Regions from separate parts of the Mus musculus genome. Here region 1 is linked to region 2. Evidence: chromatin contacts called from public HiChIP or PLAC-seq data. All regions are on one chromosome and are shown on one strand. The core of a region is the stretch at or near the end of the contact, and the rest is flanking DNA. Distances in the headings are between cores, read along the strand shown. Region 1 has its middle 18 kb from the start of Dgat2. Region 2 has its middle 26 kb from the start of Gm33720.

The links. HiChIP or PLAC-seq counts read pairs in DNA pulled down with a chosen protein or histone mark.
Region 1: an HNF4G HiChIP or PLAC-seq map of pancreatic cancer cells shows a contact between it and region 2. The contact joins two enhancer-like sites. A contact is called at or near these places in 1 of 15 datasets of contacts at CTCF or cohesin (large pre-B cells) and 1 of 115 datasets of contacts at active chromatin or transcription factors (pancreatic cancer cells).

The regions. Positions count from the first base shown.
Region 1 is chr7:99,198,847-99,202,948 of GRCm38.p6, reverse strand. No RefSeq gene overlaps it. Among named protein-coding and RNA genes, the nearest start is that of Dgat2, 18 kb to the right of the region's middle. Within about 2 kb of position 2,453, at least 33 of the 459 cell types and tissues checked have an H3K27ac peak or open chromatin away from gene starts, as enhancers often do. A contact at or near this core is called in pancreatic cancer cells, where this site is marked.
Region 2 is chr7:98,786,849-98,790,850 of GRCm38.p6, reverse strand. No RefSeq gene overlaps it. Among named protein-coding and RNA genes, the nearest start is that of Gm33720, 26 kb to the right of the region's middle. Within about 2 kb of position 1,935, at least 26 of the 459 cell types and tissues checked have an H3K27ac peak or open chromatin away from gene starts, as enhancers often do. A contact at or near this core is called in pancreatic cancer cells, where this site is marked.

The sequences.
Region 1 (4,102 bases), core at 1,204-3,703, 410 kb before region 2:
TGGTGAAGTCTGGGACTCATCAGGTGGTCCTTGCATGGTGGAAGGCCGCTACTTAAGAAGCTAGAGACTTGGATTCTAGCTCTCTTGTTACCTGGATGAGTGGCTTTAAGGGGTCAAGTGATTCTCTGGGACATGTTAGCTTCTGGGACACAGAGTGACAGGAGGGAAACATGTCAAGGTACAGCATCTCAGAGCGCAGAGATTCAAGCCTCAGGCTCCGGCTGTGGTAGAGGGCTTGGCTGTCATGCCTGGAGCCTTAGGTTGGATCTCCTGCACCCACAGCCTAGCATGGTGGTTTGTGTATTTTCTCCCAGAGCTTTGGAGACGACAGAAGCAGATCAGAAGATCAAGGACATCCTGGACTACAGATGACCCTGTCTCAAAACCACAGATTCAAGCCTCAGTCCCACATCTTATAATAACTGAACCAGCTACTTACCTAGCCTGTGACTTAGCTTCCCCATCTGGCAATGACGACCATCACAGGAGTGACCTCACAGGTCCTGGTGAGGTTTAAGGTGGGATATAGCACACAGAGAGCATTTGGCAGGCCCCTGGCACACCGTGAGCTTTGAAATCTGGTGGCTATTTTCGTTCTTGTTATGTACCAAGGTTGTATAACCGAATCTGTCCTGTGGCCTCGCTGACTTAACAGCTCCCAGGCTTTGTGACAGCCAGAGGACGCTGCATAAAGGACATTCTGGTAGAAACAGTTCTAAAGGGTTTTACCTTCCTCTCCCAGCTGCGCCACCTCTCATGCCTTCCCTATGGGCTTCAGACAACAGGGCTGGGCACAGGGCAGGCTCACCCAGGTTGGGGTGGGCATGTCTCAGTATCTGCAGAGTCCACTGATTGTCATAGCCCAACCCCGTTTTCTTCTATGCCCAAGGTGAATATAAGTCATGCAGGCTTCACCTTTGCCCTACTTCCCTGACAGCCCTCATCCCAACACTGTCTTGTTTCAAGTTAGAAATGTATTTATTTTGGTAAGACCCCTCTTCAATTTTTTTTATTGTAGTTATTTATAACATACAGTGTTGAGGGAGTGGGGCGGGGGAGAGCTGCATGCCAAGGTTTGCATTTGGAGATCAGAGCACATCAGCTCTCTTTCCACCATGTGAATTCAGGGTTGGGCTTGGCAGCAAGCTCCTGTATCCAGCGAGCCATCTCTCCAGCCCACTTTTTCATCTTTTAGTTACAGCAACACAGGAAACGTAAGTCCTGTCATTGTTCAAGTACACACTCCACAGCACCTCCAGGTCCTTTGCTCTCTCACAAAGCCCAAACCCTAGCTTTCCATTCCCTCCAACATCCTTGCTCTCTTTTCTCCTGCAATATTTTATTTTATGTGTATGAGTGTTCTGCTTGCGTGTCTATATGTTCCCCACATGCTTGACTTGTGTCCAAGCAGCTCAGAAGAAGGCATTGAATCCCCTGGAATTGGAACTGAAGACAGTTAGCTGCTGTGTGGGTGGTGGGACTCAAACTCAGATCCTCTGGAAGAGCAGTGGATGCTCCTAACCACTGAGCCACCACCTAAAGTCTCTGAGTTCAAGGTCAGTCTGATCTACATAGTGAGCTCCATCCAGGACAGCCAGAGATACATAGTGAGAGCCTGTCTCAAACAAACAAACCAACAAACCAAAACAACAACCCCAAATAAACAACAATTTAAAAAAGGAAAGAAAAGAGGGAAGAAAGGAAGGAAGGAAGGAAGGAAGGAAGGAAGGAAGGAAGGAAGGAATATTTATTGATCATTTCCAAAGTGCCTGGTGCTCAACCTAGAATGCAGAGGAAACTCACGGGTTATCGCAAGCTGTAAAGATTTAAGATTCAATGAGCTTAAAGAATATATGAAAGATAAATTTTCTCATTTAGTCATTCAACAAACCTCCTCTGCCTCCCCAACAGGCTTACAGAATCAGGAAGTAACAACATAAGATCCCCTTTCCTCCTCTTCCTGGAGTTTTTCTGACTGGTGTCAGAGTGATGGGGCCCTATTCTGCTGAGCTAGCTCCCACCCAAGAAATGCACAGGTACTAGGGAGATCTGTGGAACAGGTACCAGATTCTCTGAATGTCTGGGAAGAACAGTGCTTTGGGAGCTCAGATACTAGCTAGGTCCAGCTCTACAGGAGTTTTGTGACCTTTCCTTAATTTCTTCTCCTCCCTCTATTGTAAATTGGAATTAACAGCACCCTATTCACATACCTCACACACCCTGGTCCCAGCTAGACCAGATCAAATGGCTAAGCTTCGAGCTCTGGGGCTCTGCTTGTCCACATTCTGTGGATAGTAATTTGTGTGAGTTGTCCTTTAAATAGTCATCTCTGTGACTGTTCCTAAGCGGTCCTTTATTCAGCCCCACCCCCACCCCCACTCCACCCCCTTGCTCCTTAACACAGAGTCAAACCGTCCCAGACCGATGGCTGTCTCACCTCCACAGTATAAGCAGACAGGATTGTCCAGAAGCAGCCAGGGACTGGGCCAGAGGTCACAAAGCAAACAGACCTGCCTTCCTCTTCCCAAGTGAGTCACTTAATTACCTGAGCCTACCAGATCTCAACAAATAAAGCAAAACCCATAGGGTCTGTAGCAGTTAGTGCTGGAGGCCATCCACCTCTGTGTGTGTGTGGGGGGGGGGGGGAACCGATGGGCTGCCTTTGCTACCGTGACCACTAAGACTGCTGAAGCAGGGGACTGTTAATGGTTACTTGCCAAGGCTTTGTTTTTGAGTATTAAATGGTTCTGTTTAATCTCACACCATCTCTTTGAAGTTGGATAGACGCTCTGGAAAGAGAAATAACCAAGCCACAGAAAGGGGAGATCACTTGCCCAGGTTAGGACTTCACTACAAGGTATGGTGAGGCTGGGTTTGTACCAGGTAGCCTAACTCTGAATCTTGTTCTGAGTGCTCCTCTGTGGAGCTGCACCCCACAGCTCAGGAGGCTGAGGGGGGAACTGAGTCATGCCAGTGGTGTGCCTGAACCCAGCAGCCTCACCCCAGTCTCACAATTCTGTAGTTAGGACGGTCCTAGGTCCTACAGGGGCACCGTCCTTTTCTTTTCTCCCCCCCCCCCCTTTCTCTTCTCTCTCAGTTCCTCTTTCCTTTTCCTTCACTCCGGCACTAGGGATGGGAACTAGAACCCAGTGCACACTAGACAAGCGTTCTTCCGCTGAGCTGCAGCCTCGGGCTTCTGGCTTTTCCAGACAGGATCTCACTAAGCTGTCCAGCCTGGCTTGAACTCACTTTGGAGTCCAGGCTGGCCTTGAATTTGAAGGGAGATTAATCTCTCTCTGCAAAGTTTAGACTTCTGCTTAGAGTGCATGTGACAGGTCCTCTGGGGCTTCCCATGTGTCACTGAGTGTCCTTCATGGGAGTCTTCCTTCGTGGGTATACAACAGGAGACAGCCTCTGTGCAAACTCCTAAGAAGTGATCTAAAGACATCTTCACTTACTCATAAAGTTCTGGTGTCCAGAGGGGGGAGGCGGGGGTTTGGATTTACAAGCTTGTCTCCAGAATTCTAACTGCAAGCAGACACACGAGGACCCATGGGTGTTATGTTGTTTTTCATAGTCAGGAAGTCTACCCCTTTCTCTGGTCCACCACTTTGCAAAGCAAAAGTCTGCTAGAAGGCCCTAGAAAGACAATAGAAGGTCACCCTGTTCCCAGGGCCCAGGCAGCACCTCGCTGCCTCTGGGGAGGAGTGGAAGCAGCTCCCGGAACACAATTCTTTGGTGGTCCTAAGAGACCCTTGTAGGAGTGGTAGACACAGAAAGCCTGTCTGGGGAGGGCCAGGAGATCTTCTCCATCCTATGATCTTCTTTGCTGATACCAAGCAGAGGGGGGCCCACCACTAAAGAGGAGTGAGAACTCTCTTCCACCAAAGGCCAACTGTGGATCCAAGGCAGCAGGTGGCTGCCATAGGGAGAGGTTCCAGGAACACAGAGCAAGCTTGTGAAATAACCAACTGGGGGTGGGGTGTTAGGCAGACAGGGTTCCGAGGCCCTGAGTTCCCATGTAATGAAAACAACAAAATCCAGTTGATGTTAGCGATAGAAACTGCCAAGTAACATCTACCTGGGGACTTTCTGTGGCCCA
Region 2 (4,002 bases), core at 686-3,185:
ATTTGAATGAACACTGACACATGGGTGCCGCCATGTGTGTGTGTGGTAGTCCAAGGACACCTCTCAGGAGTCAGTTCTCACCTTCCATCCTGTTGAGGCAGGGTCTCTCCTGGCTTTCTTCTGTTGCATGCTCCGCGTTAGGTGACAGACATGCTACTGGGGTGTTTTCCTGTTTTCACCTCCCATCTCAGAGTAAGGAGTGCTGAGATCACAGAAGCATGCCCCTGCATCCGGCTTTTCCATGTGGGTTCACAGATGGAACCCGGGTTGTTGGGTTATATGGAAAGCACTTTGCCTGCTGAGCCAGCTCTCCACTTGCTCGGTGCTTCTCAACCTGTGGGTCGTGACCCCTCTGGGATTGAACGACCCTTTCACAGGGGTCATCTGAGACCACCAGAAAACACAGATAATTACTTTACTATTCGTAAAAGCAGCAAAATTACAGTTATGAGGCAGCAATGAAAATAATTTTATGGAAGAGAGTCACCACACCACAAGGAACTGTATTAAAAGGTCACAGCATTAGGAAGGTTGATAGCCACTGCTCTTGCTGATTCTATATCCTATTATCTAGAAAATGATATTAACCATCACAGCTGGATTTAAGATTCCTGTCCCAGCTGGGTGGCGGTGGCATGCACATATCTTTGATCTCAGCACTTGGAGGCAGAGGTAGTTGGATCTCTGTGAGTGAGTTCAAGGTCAGCCTGGTTTATAAATCAAGTTCCAAGTTACAGAAAAAAAACCTTCTCTTGAAAAAACAAAATTAAAAAAAAAAGATTCTTTTTAAAAAAGTGTTATTTATTTGAGTACACTGTAACTGTCTTTAGACACATCAGAAGAAGGCATCAGATCCTATTATAGATGGTTGTGAGCCACCATGTGGTTGCTGGGAATTGAACTCAGGACATCTGGAAGAGAAGACAGTGCTCTTAACCACAGAGCCATCTCTCCAGCCCCTAAAAAAAGATTCTTGTCCCAGGGTGCATTACTCTCCTGTCTGAAGTGCCTACAGAAAATGATCCATCGCCTCCTCGGTGTGGATGCTGAGTCTGGATGTGAGAGTCTTGGACAGGTCCTTTTGGCTTTCTGAGCCTTGGTTGCCTTAGCCCCATAGTTCCTAGGTTGAAACTATGAAATCTAGCTTTAAGCTTATAGTGAGAGTCAAAGGACGGCATACGCAGGTGGCTCAGCTCAGCACTCTGACATCAAAAGTATAGAAATGCTAGCTTTGACAGCCGTGTGCTCAGCAGAATTTTCCTTGATGGAGGAACATTCCTGTGCCCATTTTATAGAAAAGGAAAACTGAGGTCTGAGGCCATATGCCTGGGGAAAGAACTGATTCACACCAACTATGGGATTTTTGAGTACTCAGAATTCAAAGCCTGGCTTTGATTTGAGGCTCTTTCTCATTGGGTCTTAGAGAAATCTTTGGGGCCTCTGCCCTTTTGGCAAAGTCCAGATGGTTTCTGGATCCACCCACACAGCTGCAAGTGAATAGCCTGGCTTAAGGGAGACAGGACACAACCCTGGTCCCCAATGCTGGATATTCCGGAAGCCACACCCTGTTCCCAAGTCTCTCTAGAAGCTCTGGCAGTCTTATCTGTGAGGGGAGGGAAGGGGGAAGGTCAGATGGAGGAGAAAAGCAAGTGAGGGGAAATGGAGATGCCGTATGGGACCCTGGCACATGAGCTTGTCTACTGCTATCCTCGAGCACCGACTTCCAACCCAAACTCCACCCTCTCCCCAGAACTCCTGTGTGTCCTCTCTGGCCTCAGTTTCCCTGTCTCTGGGATAGGCAATAGTTGAGAGAGGCCTGTGACCTCCCTACCCCACCCCCACCTGCAAGAGCCCAAGAGTCTATGGTATTTCATTTATCATCCTTGTGGTTCGCAGGTACCAAGGCCGGCAGGCTGATTACTCAACAAGCTTGTTACGCTCCTTGGTGACTAATAGATTCTCTTCTGTTTATGTTTCAAAGCCATAGCAATAGCGTTGGCTCTCAGTAACGGCACTGAAATCGCCATTATTTAACCTGACCCTACCTACAATGATAAACAAGCCAGCCAAACCAGAGATCCTCAGAAAAGGGGGTGGGGGTGTCCACATCTCTTCTCCGGACCACTGGCTGGTGTTCTGAAGCTGGTGTGTCGGGAGACGGCTGGTCTGATGAAGTACTGAGAAGCTAGAATTAGATCATTTATCCAGTCCTTTCCAGCTCTGACCTACACGTTAAGACTCCTGAGATGGAGAGTTGAATAGATACCATCTTGACTTTGAGAGTTCAAGAGGGTAGGGTGAAGAGCCTGCCTAGGAGGCAGACAGCCTGGCTGCAGGTTCTGGCTCCACTACCTGATGGTTAGGTGACCTTGGGCAAGTCATATCTTCTTGGGGAGCTTGTACTGTCTGAGAAGAGACAGAACTAAGATGACCTCAGCCTGAGCACGGTGAACGCCTGCAGTCCCAGCAGCAGTAGCGCTGGGGAGAGAAGATTCTGAGCATTTGAGGTCAGCTATAAGGAAGTACTCCTGAGGAGAAGTACTCAGCACACAGTAGGCACTCAGAAGCTACAGCTGTGCGTGGACTGGAAGTTCAGCAGGACGCAGAGGCTCAGGACTGACAGCAAAAGAGACTTGATACTGTTGTTCTTCCTATGGGGTTGCAATTCCCTTCAGCTTCTTCAGCCTCCCCCCAACTCTTCCCTTGCGGTCCCCTGATTCACTCCAATGGTTGGCTGTGAGTATCTGCATCTATCTTAGTCGGGTGCTGCTAAAACCTCTCAGAGGACAACCATACCAGGCTCCTGTCTGCAAGTACATCTTGGCATCAGCAATAGAGTCGGGGTTTGGTGTCTGTGGATGGAATGGATCCCAAGGTGGGGCAGTCTCTGGATGGCCTTCAGCCTCTGCTCCATTTTTGATGCTGCATTTCCAGTTCCATAGGAAGAACAACAGTATCAATTCACAGGACTCCTCAGAGCTCCCAGAGACTGAACCACCAACCAAAGAATACACATGAGCCAGTCCATGGCTCCTGCTACATATGTAGCAGAGGACTGCCTCATCTGGCATTGGTGAGAGGACAGGGACTTGGTCCTGCGGAGGCTTGATGCCCCAGAGAAGGGGGATGCTAGAGGGTGAGGCAAAAGTGGGTGGATGGATAGGGGAGCACCCTCTTAGAGGCAAAGGGGAGGAGAGTGAGGAGGGAGGTTTGTGGAAGGGAGACTGGGAAAGGGGATAATATTTGAAATGCAAACAAACAAAATTATGAGAGAGAGAGAGAGAGAGAGAGAGAGAGAGAGAGAGAGAGAGAGAGACTTGACACAAGGGGAGAACAAACCAAAGCATGTCACTGTTAAAACCACATGGCCTCTCTTTCTCTGTTTATTGGTCGAAGCCTCAAAGAATAAAAGAGTCCAGAAACACAGCAGTCCTAGGGGACCCCAGCATCTGTATGCTGTACAGAACTGCGAGTTGCTAAATTCTTCAGGAGCAGGGATAACCTTTCATAGCTCTTTTTCCAGGTCTTGTGGATTCAAAGCTTCCTGGCTTGTCTTGGAGCCTTCCTGCCATAAGCCATGTGTCCTAGTCCCCTCACCGGCCACAGGCTCATTTCCGTCCTTTGCTATCAGCCCCACCACTGCACAGAGATGATTGTGCATGATAACACTGCCTGCTTCCACTCACGGTGACAGAAGCCAGGCCAACCCGTGAGCCAGTAAATATTTAACAGTCATCTCCCTGAAGGAAAAGGGAAACTTGATTTATATCATTTGCCAATTTCCGTGGTGTAAATACTTCCTTCCTTACTGATTCCATCCTCCAGACCTAGCAACAAGGAGCAGAGTGGGGAAGGCACACGGACATGCTCACACTCTGTGTTTGCACACGTGACCTGCTGGGCTCCAACACAGCATTCACAGAGTGATGCTGAAGTAAAGTGGATGGAAAGGAGCTGCTAACACACACACACACACACACACACACACACACACACACACAC